Regions from separate parts of the Sus scrofa genome. Here regions 2, 3 and 4 are each linked to region 1. A link is a contact called in public Hi-C, HiChIP or PLAC-seq and promoter capture Hi-C data. All regions are on one chromosome and are shown on one strand. Each heading gives the region's core, a stretch centred on a gene start, on an enhancer-like site or on the middle of the called end of the contact. The rest is flanking DNA. Distances are from core to core; before and after follow the strand shown. Region 1 holds the start of RBM4B (RNA binding motif protein 4B). Region 2 holds the start of SLC29A2 (equilibrative nucleoside transporter 2). Region 3 holds the start of BRMS1 (breast cancer metastasis-suppressor 1). Region 4 holds the start of C2H11orf86.

Region 1 (3,141 bases), core at 301-2,800:
AAAAGTGGCTGTAAACCTGTTGTCCAAGATGATGCTGTCAACAAGAAACTTGTAGAAGAGCACTATGCACAGAACTTTCTGTGATGACGGAAATGTTCCATATCTGCATTAATACAGCAACCGCTAGCCTCATATGACTCTGAATGCTTGAAAGGTGTGCAGCACAACTGAGAAACCAAATCTTAAAATTTCATTTCAATTTAAAAGTCACATGGGGCTAGTGGCTACCACATGAGCACAGTTCTAGAGTCTTCAGACAACCTCCTGGCATTAACGACAACATATGTACCTTTATTAATAACATAAATAATACAGCAGCCTTACTGCAAATCTCATAAGCAGGACCATCACTCCCATTCAACCTAATATTTTTAGAAATTTTCTTTTTTTCCCTTCGAGTTAAATAACAGTAAGTGGAACAGTCTAGTCCCTGCCATGGTCTCTGGACCTGCTTGTATAGTTCACAGTACTGAGCAAATCTGAGCAAAGAGCTAATCCAGAGTCACCACCAGGAACACCTCTAGATGTCTCGGTTCTCCTTTCCCATAACTCATACCTCAAAGCAGTAAAGAGTATAAATCTTAACCATTTAAAATCTCAAAAAATAAATAAATAAATAAATAAAACTAAAAGGAACTCCCTGGTGCTTCAGCAAGTTAAGGATCTGGCATTGTCACTGCTGTGGTGTGGGTTCGATCCTTGGCCCAGGAACTTTCACATGCTGTGGCCGCAGTCCAAAAAATTAAATAAATTCTCTAATATAACACTTTCCATCATATCATAAAAGAAGCAGGTAAGCCACAGGCCTTCGTCCTCCCCTCTCCCATGAGGTACTCATTGGCCCAGGCAGATTAAACCTCCAACAGCACTTAAGTGAATGAAGGCTGCAGGATAAGGTAACCCCCACTGTTTGAGATTCTACAAAGTTGCTGAGGAACATCTTGGCAAAGGTGAAAAGGAGAAGTGTTTGCTTCTCCAAGAGTAAGTTGTGCTGAAGTGTGGTAAACATACAATCTATTATTTCCAACCGAAATAGAATGGAAGACACCACCCTACCAGACCCATGGTCCTGTGTTTCTGCCTCTGTCTAGAACTAGACCCCACTCACTCTCGCCACCCAGGCCCCAGGGCAGTTCACCTTGAAACTCTGTGTTGTCAAGGCCCCTGATGGCCTCCACCGCATCCTCTGCCCGCTCCATGTGTACGAAGGCATAATCTTTCACGATGTCACATTCGATGACTGGACCGTACTCCTCAAATTTGGCCCGAAGCTCTTGGTTGGTACAAGTAGGACTGATGTTGCCCACATGCAACTTGGTTGAAGCTTTGCTCTTATTCTTGCTGGCTTCCACGTTGATGTTCACCCCGTGCAGCTTGTAGTGGTGCAGGTTGCGAATGGCATCCTCGGCCGCCGTCTTGTCCTCTATGTGTACAAAGCCGTAGTTCTTAATGATGTCACATTCCAGCACCTTCCCATACTGCTCGAACAGTGAGCGGATCTCCTGCTCTGTGGCCTCCCGGGGCAGGTTCCCAATGAACAGCTTTACCATCCTGACAAGAGCCTGGGAGAAAAGAAACGAAATTTCCAAAAGTTAGCAGTGGAGGAGAAATTTTCGGTACACTGCATTTTGGATTAATCCTCCGAAGTTCTTGGCATCTTCAAGATCCTCACATAGACATTCATTATTCTTCCAAGAGCGGAGGGAAAAGATTTGCTTTGAAAGAGTAGTGTAAGCTCTGTGTAATGTGCAAACAGAGCGGGTGTCAGCATGCATTGCATAGTCCAACATCTCTGTAAAATGAGGCACATTCTAAGCACAGGGTTGGTTTAAAAAACTCTTTTTGGGGGAGCAGGTACGAGAAGACTCCAAGCTGGGAGCAAGAGGCATCTATCTGACTGTCCCTGGTAACAACGGTTTTGGAGGGAAATCTGGGTACCTCTCCTCCGTGCAGCATCACCTTTCACGATACTCTAGGAATAAAAAGGCCTCCTTGGCCCCAAACTAGGACCACCCCTCTTCAAGCGGCCCAACTCCAGTTCCTTCGCCCCAACAAAGACTCGACCTGACCCCTGCCCCGCCCCCTCCGGAGACCCGGCCCCGCCTCCTCCCGTTGTCTTCCCGGACCTCTTGCAGTGTGAGGAGAACGGCAAACCCTAGGCCGTCCCCGTCCGCCAGAGACCCGGCCCGGCCCGCTCCCAGGCCCCCCACACACCCACAAGAACCCCTCGCACCTCCGGGTGGCGGCGGCGGTGGCGGCGGCTCCCGCGTCAGAGAGAACCCTACAAAATGGCGACGGCCGCTCGAGCCTCGGCGGGACCGGGCCCTTTCTCGCGCGCCAGCTCACGCACGCGCGAGTGCGCGCTGCCTCCCTCCCCTCCCCCTCGCGGGAGCCGGGCGACCAATCCCGCGGCCGCATACAAATGGCTGCCCGGGGCTCGGCTCCCAGCCGCCCCGATACAGGGGCGGGGCCAGCTGGTGACGGCGCTGCGGCGCGGAGGTCAGCCCGCCCCCTGCCCCCCGGTAGCCAATCACCACCCTGGAAGGTGGCGGGTCGGAGCTCCTGCGTCAGAAGGGCTCTGGACGCAACCACTGCCTGGGTGAAATCAGAAGCCCGGGAGAGTCACTAAGCATCACAATGGATCGTGCTATTGGGCCATGGGGGTGGGGGAGGAGGGCAGTGGCTGATGACAAAGGGTTATCTCACTGGGTCCGCTAAAAGGCGGTTTTCTCAGAGGCCTGGCCATCCTCTACGGCCGCTTGGGAGAACGTTTGAGAAATACGGGCGCGCCACATTTTAGGCAAACCTAATCTTTCTTTGTAGAGTTTTTAAACATAATTAAAAATTTTTAAATTGCAAACATTATTCATTGGTGAGGAAACGGAGGACTAAAAATGGCAGAGCTGAGTAGCTCTAAGAGGCTAACTTAGTTAAGTTTCGTTTGTCATATGTATTGAAAGGCGAGTTTTCCCTCCCTAGCTAGAGAACTAGGCCCTAATTGTGTGTCATTCGCGTTTCTGGTCCTTGGCGAGCACACCAAAGGAATACCTGGTGTGCAGGCCCAGAGAGGGTGCTTGTTTCAGGGGTAGCCCAGCGTCCCCACGTGCACACCAAGCCGCGGGAGGGCTGGGAAATTGAGTT
Region 2 (3,418 bases), core at 831-3,330, 280 kb before region 1:
CAGGGAACCCTCCAGCCCTCTGCCTCACTCCATGCTTGTGATTGCTGTGTTAACTTCTGTGGGTCTGTTTGTCCTTGAACTCTCCCTGGCACCTGGCGCCTGGCACACAGTTGGAGCTCGATGAACGTGCACTGCATTGCCGTCTGGGGTAGAGCCCAGGCCTCAAGGACCCCGAACTTGCTCTATCATTGGATCACCCCTCCTCTCCCACGCCCCCACCCCGACTCCTGCAGCAGCGAAGAGATTCCTGGGTATTTATGGAGCTCCTATCCTAAGCCAGGCTCTGGCCTAGGTGCTGACCAAGGGCTTTCTCTCTGGAACGCTTATCCTGCCAGGCCTGTTTAACTCCTCCCTGCTCCTCCCCACCCATGGCTCCCTGCTGCCTGCAGGGCAAAGCTCCAAGGTTTTGGGACAGCATTGGAGCCCTTTAGAACCAGACCCCAGCCTCCCTTTTGTGCCCCATCTCCTGCACCGTCCTGCTAACCTCCCGGCACCCCACGCTCTGGCCCTTTCTCTGAACAGGTTGGCATACTCCGGCTTCAAGGCTGCCATCTCTATCAGGAATGCCCTCCCCGCCTCTTACCACTCCAACCCCCCAACGCAAATGCCCTGTTGACCCTTCTCCTAAGTTACAAATCAGCTCTTCTATTAAGCAGAAGGAATCGCCCCCTCCCTGGGGGACACGGAACTCTGCTCCAGGCCTGGGATGGCATATGCCATGTTACATTAGTGGTATTTCTTTGGCACCCAACTTGCTCTCAGGATCATGGGCTGATTCGTCTTTGGGTCTCTAGGGCCCAGCACAGAGCTGGGCACTGAAGAGGCATCTGGAAAGTTGGTGCAGTTAATATATATGAACAACTCCAGTCCCAAAGAGAACACAAGCCCATATGCCTGCCTTCTCTCGAGGGAACGCAAGTTTGGTGAGGATAAACCCTCCTCTGTTTCCTCCTGTACCCCCGGTGCTAAGAACTCTGACATTGACTATTTGTTGGATGAATGAATATAATTCATGGTATTTCAAAGAAAACCAAAGGCCTGGATAACCCGCTTTTGGAGTGACTAGCCCGGGAATAATGACAAACAGCAGAGGTAGATGGGTAGCTCCTTGCTTGTTCCCCCCGGAGCTGCTGGCCTTGCCCTTCTAGGATCTGAGCATCCCCGAAAGCTTGGTCTTCCTAGCCCCCTCCATTCAATGAGACTCCCTGTTTCAGGGGACACACAGCCATAATGAGGAATGAAAGGGGACCTGGTGGGAAAAGGCAACTGGGCGGGATGGATGTGGCCGTGGGGCCATCACTCCAACCCTGAGTCTCACCGGGATGGCTGTGATGAAGAAGTTCCATGGAAGGAGGGTGCCCAGCCCCAGGATAAAGAAGCTGATCCCGACCAGGTGGTAGCTGTGAGGATCAGTCAGAAGGTCACCGGGAGGACGTCCAGCTTTGGCCGCCCCTCCCGCCTCCCAGGCCGGCTCCTTCGGAGAGCGAACTACAACCCCCATCACGCGGGCTCAGGCACGCGAGGGAGGCGGCTGATGGGAATTGTAGTTCCAACTGGCTACTTTGCGCTTTGGAGCGCCCAAAGGGAGCTGGGCTGCGTGGCCCTCGACCACCGCATCCCCATACGCACCCCACCCGGTCCCCAACTCGCCTGTCCTGCGGAGCGTCTCTTCTAGCCATGGCCGCCCAGAGGGATGCGCCCGGATGGGAGAAGATGAGGAAGCCGCACCTGCACCTGCGCTGGGGCCCGTGGGCCGAGCGGGGAACCCGGGAGGCTGGGTCTCGCCGGCGATGGTCAGGGGAAGGGGGGGCGGTCTGGTCTCCCCAGATCTGGGGCGGGTCGGGGAAGGCAGGAGTCCAGTCGGGAGTCCCCTGCGGATTTCGGCTGGTCTCACGCTCCGCAGGCTCGGATCTCGGCCCCGCCCCCAGGGCGGGGACAGAGGGTCCCACCGCCCCTCACGGCCTCCAGGCCGGGGACTCCAGATTCCTGCGTCGGACCCCTGCTCGACCTCGAGGTCCCCGGACCCCACCGCCCACCGCGATGTCCCAGAGGCGCTGAGCCGGGAAGGTTCCCCCGCCGCCTCCCTTTTCCGCTGGCGCCTGGCCGGGACCACTGCAGGCGGGGCGGAGGGAGGCAGTGGCAGAGGTGGCCCCCTCCCCCGCGGAGTGCTGTGGAGCGGACCTGGCGCTGTGCTCTCCCGGCTCCGCCAACTCCGGGGTGATGCGCTGGCGGTGCTAGCGCCCCCTAACGTGGGAGACCACCGAGGGACCCGCTCGCCGCTCGCCGCGCGCCGCTGGAGCCCTGGCCGAGGGTGTAACCCAAGCCGGGCCAGCGCCAGGGGAAGCCAGAGAGACCGTCTGTCGCCAGCGATCCTGGCAGGCTGCACCGAGCGGGGTTCACCGGGAGGCAGAAGAGAAGGCCAGCTGGCAGTGCTGGCAGAGACCCGGGCCGGTCCGGAAGACAGACGGACAGACGGACCCCTCTCCAGCGGGTGCCTAGGGAAGCGCTGGGCCTTTGGGGCGAAGAGGGGCTGGCGGAGCCCCTCCGGGATGTCCAAGAGGGCTTCCCGGTGGCGGTGTGGCTGAGCCCTGGAGCAATGAGAGGCTAAGCAAAGGCTCCGGAAGGAAGGGTGACCCAGGTGCGCTCTCTAGCCTCGCCTGGTGCCCTCCCACACCACCGCTTAAAAAAATACTTTCGGTGGTCCCACGTCACATCGTATTAAACATTAAGATGCACACATCTCCTTTTTTTTTTTTTTTTTTTTCCTTTTTAGGGTCGCGCTCGTGGCGTATGGAAGTTTCCAGGCTAGAAATCAAATCCGAGCGACAGCTGCCACAGTCACAGCAACGTTGGATCCGAGCCGCCTCGGCGACCTACACCACAGCTCACGGCAACCCAGGATCGTTAACCCACTGAGCAAAGCCAGGGGTCGAACCTGCATCCTCATGGATACCAGTGGGGTTTGTAACCCGCTGAGCCACAACGGGAACTCCCCTCCTCCCACTTTTTTTTCCGTGAAAAACTTTGAAAAGATGACCTACCATTGCACTTTTGAAATTAATTTACATTAATTGACATAATTTACGAGTGAGTTTGTTTTCTCTGCAATCGCCCTGAGTATGAAGGATGCTGGAGAAGGGAAAGACCTTAAATCACAAATCTTCCTTTAAGTAATGACATTTTATGGCCATTTCCAGGTTACTTGTGTTGTTTTCCCCCAGCCGACTGAGTCTGTGAAGCCAAGGCTGGTTACCTGGCTTAGTGTTTATTGCCAATATCTAGTGCTGCTGGTACATAGACAGGTGCTTGATTATTGTTTGGTTAATAAATGGATTGCAATCATATACAATTGATTTTAGGGAGACCAGCAAAAGCCTTAAATTACAGTGAAGGAGAAAGTTATTCTGTCTTCCACTGG
Region 3 (3,250 bases), core at 717-3,216, 300 kb before region 1:
TATCATCACTCTCAGCTGAAGCCCATCCTGTAGAGTTAACTGACGAACTCCTCGTACCTAATGCCAGTATTTTTTGGTGCTTATCTTAGGTTGACTTCTCAGCAAACTGAACAGTCTTAAGCATTCCTTCTTTTAGTCACTCATTTAATATTTACTGAAGATCTAATACATGCTAGGTAGCAGCAGACACTATGGTAGGAGCTGGGCACAGGTGCGACAGTCTCTGACCTCAAGGAGTTTACAAGTTCCTGGGACAGAAAGGCTAAGAAACAGACTGTTGCTGTGGGGTGAGAAGAGTTAAGACCAGGGGCTTACGGGAGAGGCATCTAACTGGGACCTGGAGCCTGCTGCAGCAGTGAGGGCCTGCAGAGGAAGATGGGCCAGACAGATGAGCTGAGCTGGTCAAGAGAGGGTGCATTCTAAGTAGAGTGAGTAGCAGGTGCAAACACCCCAAGAGGAGAGAAGGGGGCAGGGCTGGGGGTCCATGGGTCTAAGCCTCACAGAGAAATGTGGGCTGCAGAGATCTGGTCATCACATCGTGAGTTCTTCAGGCCTTGGGAGAGGGTGCAACCAGCAAGGCAGAATGTGTGGAGTGAGAAGGAGTTCATGATGGAACTTCTAGGGTCATCAAAGGGGCAGATGACAAGATGCCAGGAAAGGAGAAGGAAATTAGCAAGAGACAGAGGAGGAAAAAGTCAGAGTATAGGGGGAGAGAGAGAATTTCAGAATGAAGGAGATGAGACAGTGCCAAATGCTGCCAAAAGATCGCCCAAGAGGAAGACTAAACAGTCTCAATAGATCATTTCTGACTAAAGGGGTTTCTACTTCACCGGATGTTTTCCTCTGGGTACTTTGTAGTCCTTCAGATCCGCGTAGATGCCCCTCCTTATTTATTTCCACGTCTGTTGCCCATCCTCATGCCTGTCTGTGAGCCTCCCCAGGGCAGGGCTGCACACGCGCTTTACCCACCCCGCGCAGTACTGACTCACTAGACCACTGGAGGATTTGCGAATGCAAATTAAACAAAACACATTTTTGCAGGGCAGGAAATGGCTTTCTTAGTAGCCCCTGGTCCCTACAGTGGTAGCAAACCCAAAGTGTTTTGTCACCTTTCCTTGACATCAGTTTGAGTAAACTGACTGGCCTAGAGGGCCGTTTCAAAGCATTCCTCAAGGATTTCACAAATGATCTGAACCTGAGCTGAAAACCTCGGTTCTCCAAATCAGCCTCCTCTTTCCCTTTTTCAAGCCTCAGTTCCTGGAGTTCCCAAACTTTGCAATTTCTCTTCACTGTTAAATATATTTTAACAACTCGGGGTAAGTCCCACCTTTCTGGACCAGAGAGGGCGGGGCTTGGGGGGAGGTCTCTCTCCACCAGTCTCTGGGTCTACTGAGAGAGCCAAATTAAATCACATCCTCCCCACTTTAGCCCGGGTACAAAATGAGGATAACCATCACTACTCTGGGTGTTGTAAAGATGGCAAGAGGTAAGGGATCGAAAAGCAAACTATAAGGTGCTGTGCACATGCAATTTATCTTTTCAGAAAGCGAGCATGTCAAGGGCACGCCTCGTAGGAAGGAAGATTCTTCCCCACCCTCGAAGAAGCCGACCCAGTCCCTCCACGGCGCACCCAGAGCCTCGCGCCCCGCTCCATCTCCGTACGCGGCGGAGCGGGCGGGAGAGTCACTGGCTCCTCGGTCCCGCGGCCCCAGCTCGCGTCCGGGCGGTTAAGTCTCGCTACCGCCCTGGATATTGGGCAGGCTCCGACTGCCTGTCCGAAAGGGCAAACCAGGCGCCAGGGTTGGCGTTACGCACCCGTAGGTAGTGGCGCTTCCAGCCTCACGTCTTAGATTCCCCAAGAGGTGCCGGAGGTTATCGGTACTGGCTGCCGCTGTGGGGGTCCCGGAAGCGCCGCACCGGTCCCTCTTCTCCGGGGGCGGGGCCTACCCGCGCTTTCCGCATGCGTCATCAGGAGGCGCCCATCGGAGTGCTCACAATTGGATAGCTGGGGCGAGGCATGCTGGGATACCGCGGGACGGTTTCCATGGCAACGGACCGACATTCACACAGGCTTTCAGCATGCAGGAAAGGCCCTTGTGCCTTCCTAGCTTTGCAGCCCTCGCGTCTGGGTCCACAGTCACCTCCCGGCGGCGCGAAAGGGGAGAACCTGCGACCCGCGGCCCCCACCCCCGCCCGGTTCCGGAGAGTAATGGAGCCAGCTGTAGGTGTGAACACTCATTTATTTACACATTGTAGTCGGTAGGCAAATCACCCAGCCCAGGCTATTCAAGGGTACAGATCTCAGACGCACAGAACCTGCAGATCCTTCCCTTCTCTAGAGCCCCCGGGACGGAGGCCTAAGACACCAGGAAGTTTCGGCTTCTGCCCAAAAGCTAAGAACTAAATTCAACGCCTTCATCTGATTTCTTTCCAAAAAGCCCATTTTGTTAACTACTCAGACTTCTCAGCTCTGCCCCCATTCATACTTTTTGCTCTCCTACTGCTCACCCACCCAAGATTGTTAATAATAATAACAATAATAATAACAACAATAATAATACTGTAATAATATTAATAATACTTCACATTTGTACGAAGCTTACAGAATGTTTTCACATATAGCATCTCATCTGAGCCTCCCAGCAGTTCTGTGAGGTAGGTATTCTCACCTCCCTTTTACAGACGGGGTAACTGAGGCTCAGAGAGAGAACGGGATTTGCTCAAGGCCACACAGCTAGTTAGTGGTTAAGCTAGGACTTGATCCCAGCACCCCATATTCAAGTCCAGTGTTCAAACACCACAGCTACCACTGTAAAGTGGAGTGACGTTTCTTACCCCAGTCAGGCCTGAGGGGCGGCCTAAGGAGGGAGGAGGCTGAGACTTCTCAGACTAGGGGAAGGAAGGGCTCAGCAGTGACGTGGGGAGTCGGGGTACTTGGCCTTCAACTCCTGCTTGAACTGACGGTAAAGGATCTTATTGTGCTGATTTTCGGCCTCCTTTTGGGGGTGGAATTTCAAAGCTTCTTTGAAGCCTTTATGAACCAGGAAACCTTCGTTCAGCACCTCAAAATCGAATCCTGCCACGTGCAACTCACAAGCCTGTGGAGGGAGAAATAGGTCAGCAAAGTTTGATGAGGTTCCCAGGCCAGAGACGGACATCACTGCTCACTCCAGCATGCCCATTCCTCTGGAGGCATCCTGGATCTTTCAGCCATCCAGCCACCTCCTAAACTATGATCCCTCCTGCCTCA
Region 4 (3,200 bases), core at 265-2,764, 280 kb after region 1:
GCAGCGGGAGGGAAGGAGCACATATTTCCTCTGGGTCCTCCGTGGGTTTATGGACTGGGGAAATTGCTGTAAGATTACGTGCTTGGCAGGAGTGTATTCGGCAGCTGTATGTGTGATGCAAGAGCCAGTGATTCACACCCAACACATCTCAGAAGTCTGTGAGTCATCGGTAAGCACTTCCCAGCTCAGACTGCGATGAAGGTGAGGGTTTGGCTGACCTGTGCTGGGGTGAGGCTGCTGAAGGTTGTGTGATGGTTTTGTTGCTTTTCAACCAGGCTCAGGCAGGAGAGGTGGGGCCAGGGTTGGAATAACGATCCCGGTCCCTCTGGATGGGCTGACCCAGAGGCTCGGGGGCTTTTTCCTCCATTCTCCTCTTCAGGCTGGCCCTGCCTGTGACTCCTCTGGTGGGGAGCTGAGCCTGGCGGATATTAGGAGCCCTTTCATCCAGGGAAGGCCTAGAAACTCTGAGAGGGGGAAAAAGCCAGGCCAGGCACAGGGGAGGCCAGGGTGAACTTAGAGTTGCAGCCAGCACTTCCCTGACACCAGACAGGGCGTCCCGTGCAGCTCCCTAGACACAGAGGAAGCAGGACCCCGGGTTTCCAGTCCTGCCCCTGCCACCAACACCAGGCCAAGAGGGCATGTTGCTTAAAGCAAGACCCACCAGGGTGGGAGTCCCGGCTCTGCTGCTTACTGGGCATGCTTAGTCTCTCTGAGCCTCAGTTTCCTAATCTACAAAACGGGAACCTATGCAACAAGGATAACAATGCCCACGTCATAACAATGCCCAAGCCTCCTGACTTCCAACCTGGAAATATCCTGTTGCTTTCTTTTTAAAAAATTTCCAATTGTAGTAAAATATACATAAACAGGGAGTTCTCTTGTGGCACAGCGGGTTCAGGATCCCTCATTGTCTCTGTAGCAGCTTGGCACAAGTTGGATCCCTGGCCTGGAAACATCCATATGCTGAGGTTGCAGCCAAATACACACACACACACACACACACACACACACACACACATAAATTTTACCATCTTGGCCATTTTTACACATACGATTCAGTAATGTCACACCCACCGCCCTGTTGTACAACAATCTCCAGAAGTTTCTCACCTTGCACAACTGGAGTTCTACAGCCATTAAACACCTTGCCATTCCCCTAGGCCCTGGCAACCACCGTGCTTCTCTCTGTCATGAATCTGACCATTCTAGATTGATTTAAGATTCTGTTTCTTAAAAGCCCCTCTCTGTTTTGCTGTCGAGCCATCCGTTCTCAATGTCAACCAAGTGAGTTTGGCCAGCCAGGGCCACAGGAGTTCAGGGAAGGCCAGTCTTCAGGGTGGAGTGGTCAGGGAAGCCTGCCTGGAGGAGGAGGAGGAGGCGGAAGCCTGCACCCCCTTCCCTGGGAGGTGGAGAGGCAGTGGTCTGGGTGACTCAGGAATGCTTGACCCCGGTGGCCTGCCCTTTGGTTTATGGTGGCCACCTCAGCAGCACCGACCTTTGTCCCCAAGTGAGCTCCTGTCAGTTGGGTGGAGGCACCAGGCCATCTCAGAAGGCCCACAGCTTGCCAAAGGGGCTGGAGCTGTCTCACGGGGCTGCAGCCTGCAGAACCATGGGGACAGGGCTACGCAGCCAGTCCTTGCGAGGACCACGGCCCTCCTACGGCAAGCTCCAGGAGCCCTGGGGGACGCTCCCGGGAGGCCGACCACGGCGGGCGCTGAGCCTCAGGCAGGGCCGTGAGAGGTCCAGGTCCCCAGATGGAGGCCCGGAAAGGCTGGACACCCCCGGTCAGGAGCGGCTGCCAGGGGGTCTGGGGGACACGGAGCAGCTGATTGAAGCTCAGCAAGAAGGCAGCCAGCGGTGGCTGAAGCAGTATCAGCAGGTTTGGCTGAGGGTCTGTGGGTGGAGGGGGGCTGTGGGGCGGGGGGGGAATGAGGAGGGGAGGCCCCAAGAAGAGGGGCCCAGCCACGCAGCAAAGGCTCAGAGGTGGAACACATGGGGCCATAGACCACGAAGATAACAGAACTGTCTGGGGAAGGGGCTGGGGAGAGAGAGAGACCCAAGAACGGAATTTCATAGGGCCCTGAAGGCATTAGGGGTTTATCCCATAGGCACTGGGGAGCCACGGAAGGTTTCAGAACAGGCGAGTGATGTGGTGAGAGCTGCTCCTGAGATGACCCATCTGTCAGTGGGCTGCGTGGGTGGATTTTGCCAGAGGCGCGAGATCAGCCAGTACAATTCCCCCAGGGTTACATCTGGTGCTCCCCTCTCCTCCCAGAAAAGGGGGGATCGGGATTCCCCCCCCCCCCCCCCGTAGGAGCTGCCAGCTCCTGGCTCCTTCCTCCAGGACAAAGGGTGGCTGGCGAGCGGGGCTTCGTCTCTGGGGTCTACCACCACCTCCTGGCTGTAGGAGGAACAACACCGGCAGCCCATCACTCAGTTGAGGGACCCGGCCTTGATCTCTCTCTCCCCTCCTTGTCTTCCAGAAGATAAAGAGGAGGTGGGCGAGCTTTGTCACCAGCTTTCCCAGCGTGACCCTGAGCCGGGCAGCCTCCCCACCGCCCATGCTGGGCACCACTGGCTAAGGATGCTAGAAGCGGTGGGGGCCCTGGTTTGCTGCGCCCGGACGAGAGGGCCGTGCCTGCTGACCTACCTCTTGGCGCCCTCTGGACGGTGGATGGGGCGCCCTCCTCCACGTGGATGACGCCGGCCTTCCTTAGTCAAGGCCTCTGCCACCAGAACAGAGTTCAGTGAAGCCAGACCCGTGGCTGAGAGGCTCTGGCACCTTACCTGGTTCCTGGGCCAGCCCCGCTCCCTTCTCGCCAGTTGTACTGGTGGGCGGGGCGGGGGGCCTCCCTCCTGGACCGTGAGCCCATCCCAGGGGCAAGGACCACCTCCAGGCAGTCCTCACGCCGCGCTCTGTGGCTGAAAGCCCCGACTGTATTGTCGCTTGGATCGTCAGAGTTCCCCGGTGAAGGAAGCGGAAACTGAGGCTGGGGCGGGGGCGGGGGGGGGTCACTGTCTTCGGAGTCTCTGGCCCCACCCACACCCCTACCCAACACTGTGTTGAACTCAGTCATAAAGTTTGCTGAGCCGAAGTTAATGACTTTCCTACTGACCAACCCACCCCCAGCCCTCTGCCCACCCCTGTGGGGGCAGGTGGGGCCCGGCGCTTCCCGGAGAATAGGAAGAAGCACGGGGGG

The links. Promoter capture Hi-C pulls out the DNA fragments that hold promoters and counts their contacts. Hi-C and Micro-C count contacts between places; a contact is called where the count stands out from the background. HiChIP or PLAC-seq counts read pairs in DNA pulled down with a chosen protein or histone mark.
Region 2: a contact with region 1 is called in a Hi-C map of epiblast stem cells, with 2.2 times the contacts expected there. The contact joins the promoter of SLC29A2 here to the promoter of RBM4B in region 1. A contact is called at or near these places in 2 of 5 promoter capture datasets (fetal liver and fetal skeletal muscle), 3 of 47 Hi-C or Micro-C datasets (embryonic fibroblasts, epiblast stem cells and undifferentiated spermatogonia) and 1 of 2 datasets of contacts at active chromatin or transcription factors (skeletal muscle).
Region 3: a contact with region 1 is called in an H3K27ac HiChIP or PLAC-seq map of alveolar macrophages. The contact joins the promoter of BRMS1 here to the promoter of RBM4B in region 1. A contact is called at or near these places in 2 of 5 promoter capture datasets (fetal skeletal muscle and liver) and 1 of 2 datasets of contacts at active chromatin or transcription factors (alveolar macrophages).
Region 4: a contact with region 1 is called in a promoter capture Hi-C map of fetal skeletal muscle, with 3 times the contacts expected there. The contact joins the promoter of C2H11orf86 here to the promoter of RBM4B in region 1. A contact is called at or near these places in 2 of 5 promoter capture datasets (fetal skeletal muscle and liver) and 3 of 47 Hi-C or Micro-C datasets (embryonic fibroblasts, retroperitoneal adipose tissue and subcutaneous adipose tissue).

Annotation. Positions count from the first base shown.
Region 1 is chr2:5,744,683-5,747,823 of Sscrofa11.1, reverse strand. It overlaps RBM4B (RNA binding motif protein 4B), which reads right to left and starts at 1,550. Exons shown (of 2, transcript NM_001123188.1): 1 at 1,139-1,550. The coding sequence starts at 1,550.
Region 2 is chr2:6,025,949-6,029,366 of Sscrofa11.1, reverse strand. SLC29A2 (equilibrative nucleoside transporter 2) reads right to left here and starts at 2,080. Exons shown (of 12, transcript XM_003122487.4): 1 at 1,651-2,080; 2 at 1,319-1,400. The coding sequence starts at 1,679.
Region 3 is chr2:6,044,793-6,048,042 of Sscrofa11.1, reverse strand. It overlaps BRMS1 (breast cancer metastasis-suppressor 1), which reads right to left and starts at 1,966. Exons shown (of 10, transcript XM_003480672.4): 1 at 1,816-1,966. It overlaps B4GAT1 (beta-1,4-glucuronyltransferase 1), which reads right to left. Exons shown (of 2, transcript NM_001315579.1): 2 at 2,823-3,098. The coding sequence ends at 2,907.
Region 4 is chr2:5,467,442-5,470,641 of Sscrofa11.1, reverse strand. It overlaps C2H11orf86, which reads left to right and starts at 1,514. Exons shown (of 2, transcript XM_013987238.2): 1 at 1,514-1,879; 2 at 2,487-3,200. The coding sequence starts at 1,610. The coding sequence ends at 2,582.